Regions from separate parts of the Mus musculus genome. Here regions 2 and 3 are each linked to region 1. Evidence: chromatin contacts called from public Hi-C and promoter capture Hi-C data. All regions are on one chromosome and are shown on one strand. The core of a region is the stretch at or near the end of the contact, and the rest is flanking DNA. Distances in the headings are between cores, read along the strand shown.

Region 1 (5,015 bases), core at 655-3,154:
CCCCTTTCTTGTTTTGCCCAGCCCTTGGAGAAGAGTCCAGAGTCCAAGGTCGCACAGTCCTCTCTGCTGCCTCGCTCGCTGAATGGCTGGCAGTCCGCAGCATCCCCGCCTCTGGCCACCGCAGCCACAGGTTTACAGTTCCCGGCAGCAGCGCCCCTCCCGAAGCCAACTGGAGCACCCTACTCTCTCCAGCACCCACCGTTGCCCTGTGCACCTCCCTGCCTCACTTCTCGCCACTCCCCTGGCGGTCGCTTTCCTCCCAACGACCCCCTCCCCCCCCAGGGGGTGCTTTGGCCACCAGAGACGCAAGCAGGGCTCATTCCTCCCTGAGGGCCAGGAGGCCCGCAGAGAGCCTGAGAGTGGAATCTATTTACACGCGGTATTAATTAGTCTTTGAGGAGTCGTTCACCCACGTGTCAATGTAATTGTTGGTGTCCCGGCTGTAGGCTCGACCAGCCGCGACCGGGAAGAGAAAACCGCTCAGTCGCGGCGGGGAGTTGAAACCGCGCTCTGCGGAGCGTCCCCCCGTGGCCGGGCAGGACCTCGGACAGCGCCCGCGACACCAATCCTTAGTCGCCTTGGGGCTTTCCAGCCTTGCTGGTAAAGCTGGGGCTGCTTCCTGTGCTTGCAGCTTCCAAAATTTCGTCACCACACCCCTTCTGAAACTGGGACTCATCGCGCCTGTTGTGTGGCTTTCTTTTTCTTCCGAAAGGTTCGGGTCTTATCGCTCAAGTTCAAGTCCGGAGGACTTGCCCAGTCTCCTCCCCTTAAGTCATTCTCTATCCTCTGGCAACCGCGGAAATCCGGGAGTCCTAGGCTGCTGGTGTCAGTGCCAACACAGGCAGTCCGGGTCGGTCGGGTGCAGCAACCGGGCGCATTCGTCTCTCTCCCTCCCTTTCTTCCTTCCTCCGTCGTCTTCTCTACCTGCCCCTCCTTCTCTTGCCTCTTAAGTTTCCTGCACCGGGAATTCAACTGTGCCAAGCCTAGGCTCCCGCGGACCAATCCGGATCGCGACCCGGGCACTGGGACAACGACTCCGCCAAGGCTGGACGAGGCAGCTGGACCTGTCCTCGCCCGAGCATGGAGACGGAGCTCCGGGGAGGGCACGTCCCGGGCGCTGGAGACTCCAGGCCGTAGTAGCTCCTCCATGGAGCCTGTTCAGAGCGGTTCTTGCTCGCTGCATTTGCCTCCAGTCCTGTGCGGTATGTACCGGTCGCCTCCACCGTTCTTGGCAGGGACACGTTGGGGCAGGGTGGTGGTCATCACCAGGAAGGGACAGCGGGGTGAAACTCTTCTTGGGCATAAGGCATGTCTAATAGGTGACCCTCAGAGTCCCAGACAGGTTTCTACTGTAGAAGTTAGCAACTGGCTGTGCCCCTTCGTTCAAAAAAGTAGTGCTAGGGATGTGATTGTGGGTGTCTATCTGTATTTCAGGAGGTTCAAATGGGTAAACTGAGCCCCGCTTTCCTATATGCAAATTGCACCCCCCTCCCCACCCCCATTTCACGGGTACCTAATCCGGGTCAGTTCTACCTACCCTTGCCCTGCCCGCACCCCCCTCTCTCAGTCTCTTGCTCGCTTGCTTTTGCTATCTCTCTCTGCTGCTGTGTACGTGTGTGAACCCTGCCAGGGCTGGCGAAGAACCAGCCGCCGCCTTTAGTCCCAGCCTCCCGCCTTCAAACACTAGGGCAGGTCTGGCTGCCAGAGACAGTTGGCCTCCTAACCAGCCTGTGAGCTGCTCTCTCTGTGCCTAACCCCTTCTGGCCTCCGCCGTTCGGGCGCTGGCTTCCGAGACGCGCCGGGCTCTGGGAACCCCCTGCCACCGCTCAAGCCCGCCCGCTCGCTCGCCCGCCCGCCTGCGGACCGCACTCGCTTGTTCCTGGAGCTGGATTGGCTCGCTTTTCCAATCTTTGCGTCCCCCTTCCAAGCTTTTTGACTCCATCACTCCACACCAAGAGCCCCTTTCCCCTCGCTTGATCGTCAGCCTTGTCCGCGTGGTCATGGGATGTCTAATTTCATTTGTATCTAGGCTGCTGAGAGCGCTCCCTGCTCTGTAAAGTGGATGTCAGGTGGATCTATGTTTTTGAAGGAACAAAGACTCAGCCAAGGCACCGCCAAGGAAGTTTGAGAGGAGGGAGGATGCAGGCTGCGTGCTGGTACGTTCTTCTCCTCCTGCAGCCCACCGTCTACTTGGTAAGTGGCGATCGGTCCGGTCCGGCATCTTTGAGATACCTCCCTAGCCTGGAGGCCAAGCAACTGGGGTGAGAGGGGGGGGGGTGCGGGAGGGCGAGGCCGCCAGTTCAGTGAGAGCTGAGTGTTCCCAGAGAGTGGAAGAACTTTGGGAAGCTTTGGTTTGGATTCCTGCGAGAGTTTTTCAGGCTCTCATCCTCATTTTTTGCTCTATTTTCCGTCTCCCGGATCATGATTCTTAACAGGACCTTACAGGTCCAGAAACCAGGAGGTAGTAGGCGAGGATGCCTTGGGAGGAAGGGGAGAAGAAAGGTATTGGGAATCATGAAACTCTTAGCAGCACTTCTTCCCCCACCTAGTTTAAATGAAAGGGGGTGGAGGTGGGCTTGAAGAGCCGAACAGGAATCTACTCACTGCCCCACTGCCCCAGCGCCCCCAATTTGGGTTTGTGGCACATCAAGAAAGTGCAGGTAACTCCCTGAGACTTACAGGGGTGCAGCTGGTGTAAGTTTATCCGCCAGACACATAGCAAACGACCAGGCAGTTAGGTCAGAGATACACCTGCAAACATAACCCTCTCTCGCCTTCCAAGGTCCAGTTGCCATTAAATAACAGAAGCATAGTTTCAGTGAGGGGTTTCTTTTTAGGGAATGGCAAGCCTTGTCACTAGGGAGAGAATCTTGTCCTGTCCAGGTTCCTCCAGAATCAGTTTTCGGAGGTTTGGACTTGACACAATCTTAGAACCGACGCGGGGAGAATCGCTCTGTGTGGCTAGGGAGTTGTGGGCATCACCGCGAGCCTAGGAGAGTGTGATATTTTCTCCGCGTTTGATTTCTCAGAGGGCCAGGGACACTCGCGTTCTGCCGGCGAGGTTGAGCCTAGTGTTCTGAACTCCACAGCAGATTCCGGGCCACGGGAGTGCACCGAAAACTCAAGGTGTTCTGTGGAGGGGCGAGGAGCGCAGGCGCTGCGGTAGCAGCTGGAGTTTTCTAAACCGGCTGGATAAATGGGACTAAGAGTGGTGTTAGTGTCTTTCATTCCCAAGAGCTTCAGAATCCACCAGCCCGGATACTGTGCTATCCCTGCAAGTGGCCGTGTTTTTCGGTCTTAGCTCTGGCGCCTGCGATCGCGGGGCTGAGAGTTCTGTGAATCCGGTACATATGCGCGCGCGTGTGAGTACGTGTATTTACCCGGTTCCGGCTTCCGGCTGCATCTCAAGAACCCTCAGCGTTGCCAGTCTTTGCACCTTTATCGCCTGACTGTAGCAGAAGCAGACGCCAGAGGGCGCTGTGCATCAATGTCCTCGCCCACAGGACACCTTGGGGGTAAACAGGTGAAAGCCAGGGCAGCCAATCCAAAAGACAGCTTTTCAGACTGTCGCCGGTCCGTGCTTTCCCCGCTAGAATGCAGACGAATGCAAAAGGTGTCCTTCCTATTGCCCACCTTCGGTCATTATCGCTCTCACCTGTGTCCCGTAAGCCCACTGACATTGAAGACCCGGAGTTGGAGGGCAGAAAGTTCCATCAAAGAAAACAAAGCCTTTTTAATTTATTTTTTATTTTTAAAATTGGGTAAGGTGGGAGGGAGTGAAAAGTGAAAAAAGTGAAAGTCTTAGGGGAGGAACACCTTTGATTCCCTTGATCGGTACAACAACCGTGCCCCTCCTCTCCCGCACACCTTATGATTAGAACCTCTGGACTGTCTTATGTCCTTGGGCTGTGCTCACACACCCAAGGCCAGGGCTCTCAGCTATGGTCCAGTTTATTGCTTGAAGCGAGTATTTCGATAGTCTGGAAAATAATCTATCAAAAGCAGAAGTGAAATCAATACGTTGTGTTAAATTTTAAATGTGTTTGTTGGCAGTTAAACCGTTTTCCACTCATTACAACAACAGTGCTGGATTTATTCTAATGCGCCGGCATTCTCAACAACAAGCGCATTAATTCTCCTTTAATTGTAAACTGGGAGCATTTGAAAACCATTCAGTGTGCAAATTATGCTGATTCAATTACCGTTTAGTTACAGACTTCATTACCTGAATGCCTTTTGGCAATACAGAGAAAGGAGACAATTTTTCCAATTTCACTCAAAACAATACGAAATGTGAACAATAAAAAAGAGAAGGCGATTTAGAAGTCCATTCTTTTCTCTCCAATCTAAAGTTGTTTTGTGTGTCGGGGATTAGAAACCACACACACCACAAAAACAAAAGACTGGTGGCTGTGGCCCAAGACGATCTTTCAGGGATTGCAACCCCATAGCTATTTGCCAGGAAAATTCCAGGCTGTTTTCCTGGAGGAGGAAGCTGACTTTTACCATAAAAATGGGCTCCAAAGGATGAATTGGGTACTTAATGTTAGGGTGGATTTAGGTAAATGAAGAAGTAGGGAGTCTTGATTAAAACTCTGAAGCAATGATCAGAAGAACCCCCCCCCCACACACACACACAGAGAGAGAGAGAGAGAGAGAGAGAGAGAGAGAGAGAGAGAGAGAGAGCTTCTTTTTGTGAGTTCCATCAAGCACCAGCTGCATACAGCACAAGAACCAAGCATTCATTTGTGACTGAATCCCGGGACATTTCAGCCTTTTGCTACAGACAGATGCATACAGGTTAGCTACTGCAGTTTCAAGTTAAACCCCAAGAAGGCAAGGTAACAGAAAACCAAAGACCAAACCAAACAAAAACCCCAAAGTAAACCAAACCCCAAACCATTACTTTATTATTGTTTTCCTTGAGCTATCATGAGCCCGGGAGGAGTTGATAAGTATGTCTTGGCTTTTGTGAATTACCCCATCAGTTAACTGACTCAACACACTGTGGCTTG
Region 2 (5,015 bases), core at 1,115-3,614, 3.3 Mb after region 1:
ACAGTTCAAGCTACCTTAGCCAGACAGCAGACATTTTGCTAGGAATGAGGCTACTAAGAAGAGGGACAAAGAGGGCATCAGGAAGATTTTAGTCACACTCACACCCCCTTCGTGGTGCTGTGGGTCAAACACTCCCGAACACTAGGCAAATGCTCCACCTCTGAACCAAACTACTAGCCAACCTTGTCCCATTTGAAAGGCTTCAATCCTGGATAACATCCTTGAATTTGCTTAGGTGATTTCACTCCCTGGGCAAACCTTTCTGGTTCTCACTCATCAATCACAAACTGTTTAGAAATGGCTCCATTCTATGAATAAGCCTGCAGCCGGCTGCAGAGAGCCAGCCCGAGAAAGGATGGAGTAAGAAACACAGTTGAGGGGGGCCTGACAAGGGCACAGGGCAGCCAGGAACAATGAGGTATTCTCCCAGGGAGTGGCCATGCCATTGTAAACCATTTCATGTGTCTAATGCGCAAGGGCAGAAACCTCCAATTCTTTTGAATTTGATGAGTCTGTTGTAAGTGCATCTCATCCAGCACAATAGTAGGATGTGGGAGTCTCTGGCCCTGCAGAAGAAACTTCACTGGCACACCAAGTACCAAGTCTTTGAGGAGAGGGTGCCTATCATGTATGTATAACACGGTAGCCCAAGAACTGTCGGACTTATCACAAGGCAAGAAGCAATCAGCTATTATCACTTAATGTGGAGCACATTATGATATCTATATGTGGTACCAACAGATGCCATGGCCAGTTCCACATTAGTGACTTGCTTTCACTACGTGACACCTAGGTCTCTTCAAAGCATTGATGTATGGTATAATACCAGACTATACTGGAAGAGCAAAAGGACTATCTCTGAACGAAACAAAAGGGGCAGAGATTGCCACAGCAGTGTAGGGATGCTCTGAGCAGTGGGGGATTCTGGAGGGCAGAGTGAGGGATGAGATGTCGAGGAGTTGACAGCCTTTGAATGCAGTGGAGTGACAGCGCCATTCATTGTCCCCAGGCTGAGTTCTGCCTAATTCACAGAACACAGTGACTTAAGAGTTCTCTTCTTCTACTTGTTTCCTGTGAGAGATGGGGGCTGTTGGTTGCTAGGGTTACCGTCTAAATGTGAACTCAACTGACATGGCATCTCTTAATAAGGGCAAGTCCTTCATGTATTTTTGAGAGCGCACCGGTGACAAAATCCTCCTCAGTTTAGCAGGAAAATACCGCAAGAGTAAATTGTCAATGACAACATCAGTGTCCTCTCTCGGCTTCAGGGATTAAGTGAGCAGCAGCCACTGTCAGGCTCTGATGTGACTTCAGGATTCCTTAAAAACAGCAGCTAAATTAAAGGTCCCTACCTGAGGGGAGGGGAATCCTGCTTTCCCAGCAGGGGAGATACCTTGATTAAAGCTCAGCCTGACCTTCCTGCTTCATCTCCACGGAAATAGAGACGGGTTTCCTAAATGGCAGGACTTTTACAGAATCATAATGCACAAGGACCAGGGTGCCGAGCGCGGAATTTCCATCTTCATTCCTGAAGCCCGCATAGGAGAGAAAATAAAGGAGGGCCTCTATTATTTGTTATCAAGAGAGAGCAGCCCTCCTTTCCTTGTTTCTTTTGTGCAGAGACACAATTATCTGTAGAACAAGTAATTCATTCTTCAGCCCTTTAGATTGCTTTTCTGCACACCGAGTTCTTGGGTTATTATCGTTTAGTGGATGCCAATGGTGTGATGGGAAGGCTTCGATGCTGAGGGTGATATGTATTGGTAAAGAATTCGCTCGGGGGAAACAGCCCAAGCTTCGGGGAATTTAAAACAAAAGCGAAGCCCCACAGGACCAATCTGTTTCATACTTAATGAGGATGAAATAAGCCTGCGGATTTTTTCCTTGTATGTTCTTTGATGTTCCATTAAGTCATAATTACTTAAATTACAAAATGTGCTGGTAGCCTATGGAATTTAAAGGACTTTTTCTCTTTTAAATCACAATGTGTAGGAGGAAAACAATTTCTAACAAATCAGGGAATATATCCACTGCAGTGTTGTATTGGGTTTTTTTGCGCATTAAATTTTAAAAATTAATAAAATTGAGTCTTCGTGTTATTAACACCCTCCATTTAACACAATTTGCATCTGGAGCATAGAGCCTCGTTTCTTTGTGATACTTAGGAAAGATCAAAATGTTCACAGTAATAGTTGGTTTGAGAGCGAGTTCCAGGAGAAACAGTAGAAATGTTTATTAAAGGCAGAAATCTGAATGTTTTGTCCATTGCATTTTTATATGATTAGTAAGCGTCACAATCAGTCTCAGTGATTGTAAACTCACAGAAGAGAGGACGGTGATTGTCTGAAGGGCAGCAGTCCCATAAAAAGGAGATGCATGCAGCGTGTGGAGAGTGAGTTACCTCATCTCTAACAGCACCAAGTGCCCTACAGTGTTCCTGCAAAAAGACACCGTGTGTCCAATAAAACGTCACCTATGTCTACAGAGGCGAGGAATGCATTATCTCAAGTCACTGTTACTAGAACAAATGAGATGTGTTTGTACTTAGCAGCTGTAAGCATGAAGCAGATGGGAGAGATACAGAAAGGGAGAGAGAGAGACAGAGAGAGACAGAGAGAGAGACAGAGACAGAGACAGAGACAGAGACAGAGACACAGACACAGACACAGACACAGACACAGACACAGACACAGACACAGACACAGACACAGACACAGACACAGACACAGACACAGAGAAAGGAAATCAAGAATTAAAATGGAAGCAAACCCCAGCAGTGTACTTAGCAAAAGTGAGGATATGCTACCCTCTGGTGGCAAACCATAGTACCGACATGCGCTATGTGGATTGAGCAAAACCTGATTGGGTTTTGATTGGTTTTTTTTTTTTTTTTTCTGTTTGTTTGTTTGTTTGATTGTTTTAAATCAGAACAAGTATCTGAGCATTCTGCTAGCATCGACACAGTGTTTAATCCCTCCACCAACCTTCTGATACAGAGAGCTAAATCTACACCAATTATATTTGTCTGTTTTGTGTTCACAATATCGTGAATTCGTGTTTCCCCCCAAAAGATGTTAATTCTCTTCCATCAGCGTCTTCCTCTTCTTCTACCTGGCATTGGATTATAACGTGGACAGAGTTTATAGCCTACTCTGTAAAATAACGTGGAGAAATCTAGACATTTCAGGAGTTTGCTGCTTTTAAAAATGGTAATTCATGTACAGAAGTTGGAGTAAATATAAATAAAAACTGAAGACACAATTGAAGCCAACTGTGAAAGAGACCCCAGAAAAATGAAATGGAAATAAGAACCTGCCTTCCTCCGCACAGCTGCCTCCCTTCTCAGTGGCCGCTGTCTCAGCCTTGGCACACTGATTCTTGCTATTCAAGTGAGGCGTGTTCTCTCTCTCTGACAATTGCCACGTGTGTTCCCTTACAGCTTCTGCTGGGTAATTTGTCATACCTGTGGAGATTCTGATTTTTTTCTCTTTTGCTCATAATGGGAATATTGTGCTTCAACCTATTGTATTTTAGTTTCATGTTTGCAACACTTCAAAAACTGTGCCCTTTACCGTCTTTTGATTGTTTGTTTTGTTTTGTTTTGTTTGTTTGAGGAAGGGTCTCACCCAGTAACTTGGGCTACCCTTGAATTCATAGTCCTGCCTGTGGACTGAGATTACGGACACAAATGACTCTGGTTGGCTTTAAATTTAGTTGCTATGAGAGTTAGAATTTTTTTCCTTTAATTTTTCCTTTAATCATAACCTTCAGGAGGCAGATGCAAGCAGATATCCTAGTTCAAGGCCAGCCTGGGTTACAGATTGAATTTGAGGATAGCCAGAACTATACAGAGAAACTTTGTCATGAAAAACAATGAGAGAGAGAGAGAGAGAGAGAGAGAGAGAGAGAGAGAGAGACTCTGTCTCCTGCAAACATATTTTCTGCATCAATCTTTATAATTCAGTGTTTGCTCCTCCTACTGGTACATCTGCTATATGGATTCCTCTGCTCAAGTGCCTAAGTATCATAGCACACATTTATTTCACAGTGGCTTATTTTAGGTAAACCTAAAAATGCAATAAAGAGAAATTCTTGAGGAGTAAACATTCAGGTTCACATTGAATATAACATTAATCGATAATTTGGATGGCAAAGAGAATACTTATTTTCAGCGACAATGTCTGTTTTCTTTTGTACATCTTGGCAGTTATGACTTCTGAACCGTCAGACTGTGTGCTTCAGTTAAAACTTCATGTGTCCCATAATTCAGTGTGACGTTCATGATGAGTCTTCATGATAAGGCAGTCGCCGTAGAGCATGCCGTGCCCTGGGATGTCTCTGACTCACTAATAAAATTATGGGCACACATTGTGCTAGAAGAATCATCGAAGAGAGTGATAAAAGAATTACAGTGGTTTGTAGGAACGAATAAGAACTATCCTTGATGCAACCAATGGGTATCCTAAGATGGCTTCTGCCAGTGTCTCGGGTTAATGATGACCCGAGCAAGAGCAGAAACGACCATTACCAGAAACGCAGGGACAGCCTGTTGTCTCTGGTTGCACTGATGGTTTAGGGCTGTTGGATTTTTACAAAGTGTTCTGAAATAATCAGAGACTTGATTCCAAAGTCAGTACCGCCAAAAGGAAGAGTCCAATGATGAAAAGCACCTAGGCTGTACCTGGCAGTAACCTGCTGGCCGAAAGCCTCTTGACAGGTGGCCGTGACTGTGGCGTGTTCTCTCAGTCCTGGGGAGACAGTGTGTTCCTCTGCTGTGACGTTGTGAGTCTCTCTGCAAAGCACACTCTCCTGCCAGCTTTTACAGCAGTTGACCGCAATCGGTGACCTGGTTTCAGCTCTAGGTGTTCTTAGATGGCCTCATTCTGCTTCAAAGCATTGCGTTTGCTAGAATGAGAAGAATCCTTCTGTTGCACAAAGTGGTGTCACGGAGGAAGAGAAACTAGAAAGAGACTCGCAGAGTCTGCCCTCTCAGTGCCAAACCCGTGCCTTTGTTT
Region 3 (5,015 bases), core at 1,450-3,949, 3.2 Mb after region 1:
AAGAAGGAACAATACATCAACAACAGTTTCATTCATGTAAAAGTTAAACACATGCAAGGCAAAGGGCCAGTGGGAGTATAGCCATCAGGAATCTCCTAACACAGACTGATGATGTGCTAAGTGGCTGGCCATATTCAAGAACATCTTTGCTACCCTCTATTACCCTTACAAAGTATAACATCTCCCTTCCTTCTAGTTATGGTCTATGTATGACTTCTGCAATTGGTAAATGTGCCAAGAAATGGGGGGCAGGAAAGCTTGGGAGCTGGCTCAGTGGGTAAAGCGCCTGCAAATGTGAACAACAGAGTTCAAATCCCCAGTACTCATGTGAGCGCTCTGTGGATGGGACGGCTGCCAGCACGTGGGAAGTAGCCACAGGAATCCTGGAGTAAGTGTCAAGCTACTACAGCAGGAATGTATGAGCTTGGGTTCAGCAAGAGACTCTATCTCAACGAATGAAAGAGGAAAATGATAAGCAAAGATTCTTGATATCAACTTCAGGCCTCTACACAGATATGCGCGCACACACACAAAAACACATATGTATGTATATATACACATACATGTGCAAAAATAAAAAGGAATTGAAGTATTGAAGTAAAAAGTAAGTGGTGTGGCTATGTGGAACAGTCATAAAATACCTAGAGATGCTAGGCACAGTACTTATTGACAACCATCAACCACAGGGAACAAATCACTTAACTTCAACTGCCCTTCCTGGTTGTTTGGGCAAGAAGCTATTACAATGCTAGTGTGAGAAACTTAACTGTATTTAAGTCACTTCTATTCTTAAGAAGTAAGACTTGGGGTGCTTCTTGCTCTCCTTTGTATCTAAGACATCACTCATAGTATGAAAAACCAGGAGATCTAGAACATGTGGGAAATAGATGTTCAGTTCTTGGAAAATATGGGAGTTGAGAAGCCACCATATTCTGAGACCACGCCTCTGTTAATGAGGCCTCTACATAACTGCTATTGTGAGCTTTTGTTGATTGAAGACCACTTTATAAAATGGGTCATATTCCTGCTTCACTGGTATTTTAGGGCACGATCTTCAACTCAGGCTATGCTAGATACTGGAGATATGATGATGGAAGAATATGTTTTCATAGAGTTTGCAATCTATCCAGGAAAATAAATACATGACTAAGGAGTTATGATGGAGCTTATAATTGTAGCACAGCAAAAAGGAACAGGTTCCAGTAACCAGGAGCACACACTGACATTCTGGACTGGGAAACACTCTGATGTGTTAATGAAGCTGAAGATATCTACCATATAGACCCCATCCTCAGTGTTTACCAAGATGGTTTATACGGTGTTGTAAACTCAGAATGTAATGACACTTTGTTCTTAGAATAAAGTGAAGCCCTGAAGAATCTTGTGAATTCATTTAATAAATACCTCCCATTTTCCTTTCTGAGAGGCCTTTTGTTTCTGCATTTAACACCATCATAAACATATCTGTGCCCTCTTGAATATTTTTTTAATTAGCTAATTGAGGAAAAATGTCTTTGAATACTGAACAAGAAACAATGGATTCAGATCACCTAGAAAATGTATTAGGGAATATTGAGGCAAATATTAGCAGCTCTCAGTGAACACACAGGAGCTTTTGATGCCAGGAGAGCCCTCCTTCTCTTGCTATAGTCTATACTTCAATCCAATCTTACCTTAGCTTAAATAATTCATATGGAGAACAATAGGCCTGCCCATGTTAATGATGCATCAAAAAGAAAATGGCTTGGGGTGGAAAGATGGCTCAGTGGTTAAGAGCACTGGCTGCTCTTGCAGAAAACCCAGACTTGGTTCCCAGTACACACATAGTGACTCACAACAATCCGTGACTCTATTTCATGAGCTCCAATGTTTTCTTCTGTCCTTTGTGGGCATCAGGAGGGTATGTGGTGCATAAACATAGATAAAAGCAAAATGCTCATACACGTGAAAAATAAAAATTATGAATAAATAAACCGAGGAGGAAGAATACATAATAAAAATGCATCATGAAATTCACAAATAGTTAATAAAATATTAATTTACAAAGCAAATAGATACAGTAGGTACGCAGAACAGAATATGCACATGTGATTCTCCATTTGCTCTTCTTTGAATGTGTATCAGTTGCTTTTCTCATTGTTTAAATCAGGAACAGGACAGGAAGCATCTAAAGTGAGGATGGACTCGGTCTGACTTACAGTTTGAAGGTATGGTCCACCGTGGTGGGGAAGTATTTGAGACTGTGAGCCGCACAGGGCTGTGGCTGCGGAAACATGGTGGGGTGTTACATCTCTACAGGAAACGAAGCTGGGCAGGACAGGAAGACAGGGACCACTATAAACCTCAAGCCACTCCTCCAGCTAGCCCCACCTCTCAGAGACTCTGAAACCTCCCAGTAGAGTACCACCAGCTGGGTTTCAGTATTCAAACACATGAATTAACAAAAGCAGGCTGTCTGCTTTAATGCATCCCATTCAGGTTCTCTTTCATCGCACAGTAAGAGGCGAGCGGAGGGAAGGCAATAGGTAGTCCTAGTCCAATAAAACAAAATAAAATTATAAAATAAAGAGCACAAATGTTCTGTGTCAATTTTGTTTGATAGCCCAGTGTCTTCAGAATGAGAGCTCTGCAGTTTCCAGAGGGCTGTAGACTAGAATTAGTCTCTCGCCATCTGCTGGATTGAGACCGGCTTTGCAGTGCTTCGGTTCCGTGGTGAGGAAAGGATTATAGGACACATTTAATGTCTTTCCTGCTGCCGGCCAGAGATAGAGTACGCCCTTGTTTCTCAACTTGTAGTCGTTTCCTGTGAGTGCAGTGTCTCTTCCCCTTTGTCTTTACTGCTACAAAGTCAGACTCAAATGAAAATTCCATTTATGTTTCGAACCTGACGTGTATAAAACATGGCCTCTACAGACAAATGATATTCAGGGAGATGATGGTGCTTTGGGCTTGAGCTTCACCCTCAAGCTTGTTTAGATGACTGTGTTCAGCCAGGGGGCAAAATGTGCTCAAAAATCCAAACTACTGATCTTGTTTTGTCTTGTCTTTTTTTTTTTTAACTCCTCTTTGCTTTTTCTTTTCTTTTCTTCTCTTCTCCTCTCCTCTCCTCTCCTCTCCTCTCCTCTCCTCTCCTCTCCTCTCCTCTCCTCTCCTCTCCTCTCCTCTCCTCTCCTCTTTTCTTTTTTTCCTTGCAAACATCTTGTAGATAAAACCTTGTGTTCTCGCAAGGTTTATTCTCACAAATGCACTGTATGTGATCTGAGAAAGAAGATATCTCAGTAAAGAAGTGGACTAGCCGAACAAGGGACACTTATATTATCAGGTTTATGGGAAAATCAAATATATATATATATAACTTTTGAGAGATAATTAGGCTGTTTTTAAAATCAAATAATTGTTTGTTCACAGGGTGGGATGAAGTTGAAGACCACTTCCTCGTGGTACATAGACGGAGGTAGGGTCAGTGCTGTTTTAGGGAAGGGAATATTGAGTATGAGGAGATGGTGCTCAGGGATGAGAGACTTCATGGGCTTTAGACTTGGAGGCGCAGGCACATTTACATGACAAACAAATGTTGCCAGTAGTTTTTGTTTGTTTGTTTAATTGATTGATTGGTTTTTAAAAGATAGTGGCCTTCTACGTTTGAAGCCCAGATTCCAACCCAGCATTTATCTGCCCCAGCCTCCCAGGAAGCTGTGCTGCAGAAGCCTGGGGTAGCCTCCCTCAGCCTTGAAGCAGGCTGGTCCAGACTTTGATCTTGCTGCCACTAAGAAGGAGATTACTTAGGGTAGAGCCTTCTGACCTTGATGGCTCTATTTGCTCTTCTCCAAGACTCTGCTTCCCGCTGAAAGGTCCTTGAGATGTTCCAGAGACACACCCTGTAGATCGCCTACGGGCTGGCTCCAGGCACCAAGAATGGGCTGGCGGGGGATGGGCCTACCTTCTTTATAAGCAAGGACTCTCAGTAAACCTCAGGGTCTTTGAACAGCAAGGTTTGTCTTGGCCACGTTCTTTTCTCGCTGTCTGATCAGGGGAACCCAGTTTCATGTGGCTGCAGGCGGCTACAGCCTGGTGCCCTGCTCAGTTGGCTAGAATGATTTCTATGCTAAAGACTTGCTACCAAGGTCACTTTTCACTTTGTTTCCCCTTTCCTACCCTAGCTCTCACTAACCCAGCAGGCACTTTCTATGTAACCCAGGCTAGCCTCAAATTCATGGCAATGCTCCTATATAGTGTCCTAAGCCTGGGGGCAGGAACAACAATACCTTAGCCCTTTGTCAGTTTGTGGAAATGCCCACTGTACTTCCTACTAGACATGCAGGTTCCACAGAGACAAGTTATGAACAGACATGGATTTGAGGCAAGAATTTGTGGGGTCTTTTGGAAAACACCAAGTCAGACAGCAGGCTATCAATTCATTCTCTGATGGAGGTCAGAGGTCAGCTGGAAAGGCAGCTTGAGAGAGTGTAGGTCTAGAGTCTGGGGACCTAAGAACTGACAGCTTGCTGCAATTTTGTTATGTAAGACCAGTTATTCAAGAACAGATCAGTTAAATCTCACATTTCCTTCTTGTCTGTCACTGGGGTTAGCCACTCTCACAGATGTAGATGACAAGAGGAAGGCAGCTGTAACGGAATACAGTGTTATATCTTGGGAAAACTTCTGTTTTTGCCCATTTTCAGTTAACTTCGGTACTGGGTCACATTAGAGATGTCATCCCAACACCTCATCATGTTATATAACTTGATCGAGAAGAGAGTGAGTTGTACGAGACTTGGGATAGAAGTAGAAAATATATGTTTGAACAACTATGGGTGAAAACTCTGAAATGAGACAATTTCTAAAGGTCACTTATTATTAGAACAACCCTTAACATGTTTGGGAGAGTAATAGAAAGGGCATATGAGCAAATGAAGGGTAAGGAAGTAAATTCTATCTTTGCTAATAGCTGCCACTTGTATCATTGTATGTACATCCATGATGCCTTAGAAGGATATTCCTTTGTGCCAATAAAT

Evidence for each region. Promoter capture Hi-C pulls out the DNA fragments that hold promoters and counts their contacts. A called contact is a pair of places that touch in the nucleus more often than the background predicts.
Region 2: a Hi-C map of cortical neurons shows a contact between it and region 1, with 7 times the contacts expected there. The contact joins the enhancer-like site here to the promoter of Nxph1 in region 1. A contact is called at or near these places in 13 of 39 promoter capture datasets (the 3T3-L1 cell line, the C10 cell line, the HPC-7 cell line and 7 more), 96 of 484 Hi-C or Micro-C datasets (the 3T3-L1 cell line, 3T3-L1-derived adipocytes, the AML12 cell line and 67 more) and 4 of 115 datasets of contacts at active chromatin or transcription factors (astrocytes, bone marrow-derived dendritic cells, embryonic forebrain and 1 more).
Region 3: a contact with region 1 is called in a promoter capture Hi-C map of hippocampal neurons, with 1.9 times the contacts expected there. The contact joins the enhancer-like site here to the promoter of Nxph1 in region 1. A contact is called at or near these places in 4 of 39 promoter capture datasets (cranial neural crest, frontonasal cranial neural crest, hippocampal neurons and 1 more), 6 of 484 Hi-C or Micro-C datasets (cerebellar granule neurons, cerebral cortex, cortical neurons and 1 more) and 1 of 115 datasets of contacts at active chromatin or transcription factors (astrocytes).

Annotation. Positions count from the first base shown.
Region 1 is chr6:8,948,115-8,953,129 of GRCm38.p6, forward strand. It overlaps Nxph1 (neurexophilin 1), which reads left to right and starts at 1,905. Exons shown (of 2, transcript NM_008751.5): 1 at 1,905-2,193. The coding sequence starts at 2,140.
Region 2 is chr6:12,258,072-12,263,086 of GRCm38.p6, forward strand. No RefSeq gene overlaps it. Among named protein-coding and RNA genes, the nearest start is that of Gm35961, 93 kb to the left of the region's middle. Within about 2 kb of position 2,365, at least 22 of the 459 cell types and tissues checked have an H3K27ac peak or open chromatin away from gene starts, as enhancers often do. A contact at or near this core is called in brain, cortical neurons, forebrain and 1 more, where this site is marked.
Region 3 is chr6:12,122,887-12,127,901 of GRCm38.p6, forward strand. No RefSeq gene overlaps it. Among named protein-coding and RNA genes, the nearest start is that of Gm35961, 42 kb to the right of the region's middle. Within about 2 kb of position 2,700, at least 118 of the 459 cell types and tissues checked have an H3K27ac peak or open chromatin away from gene starts, as enhancers often do. A contact at or near this core is called in hippocampal neurons and pre-B cells, where this site is marked.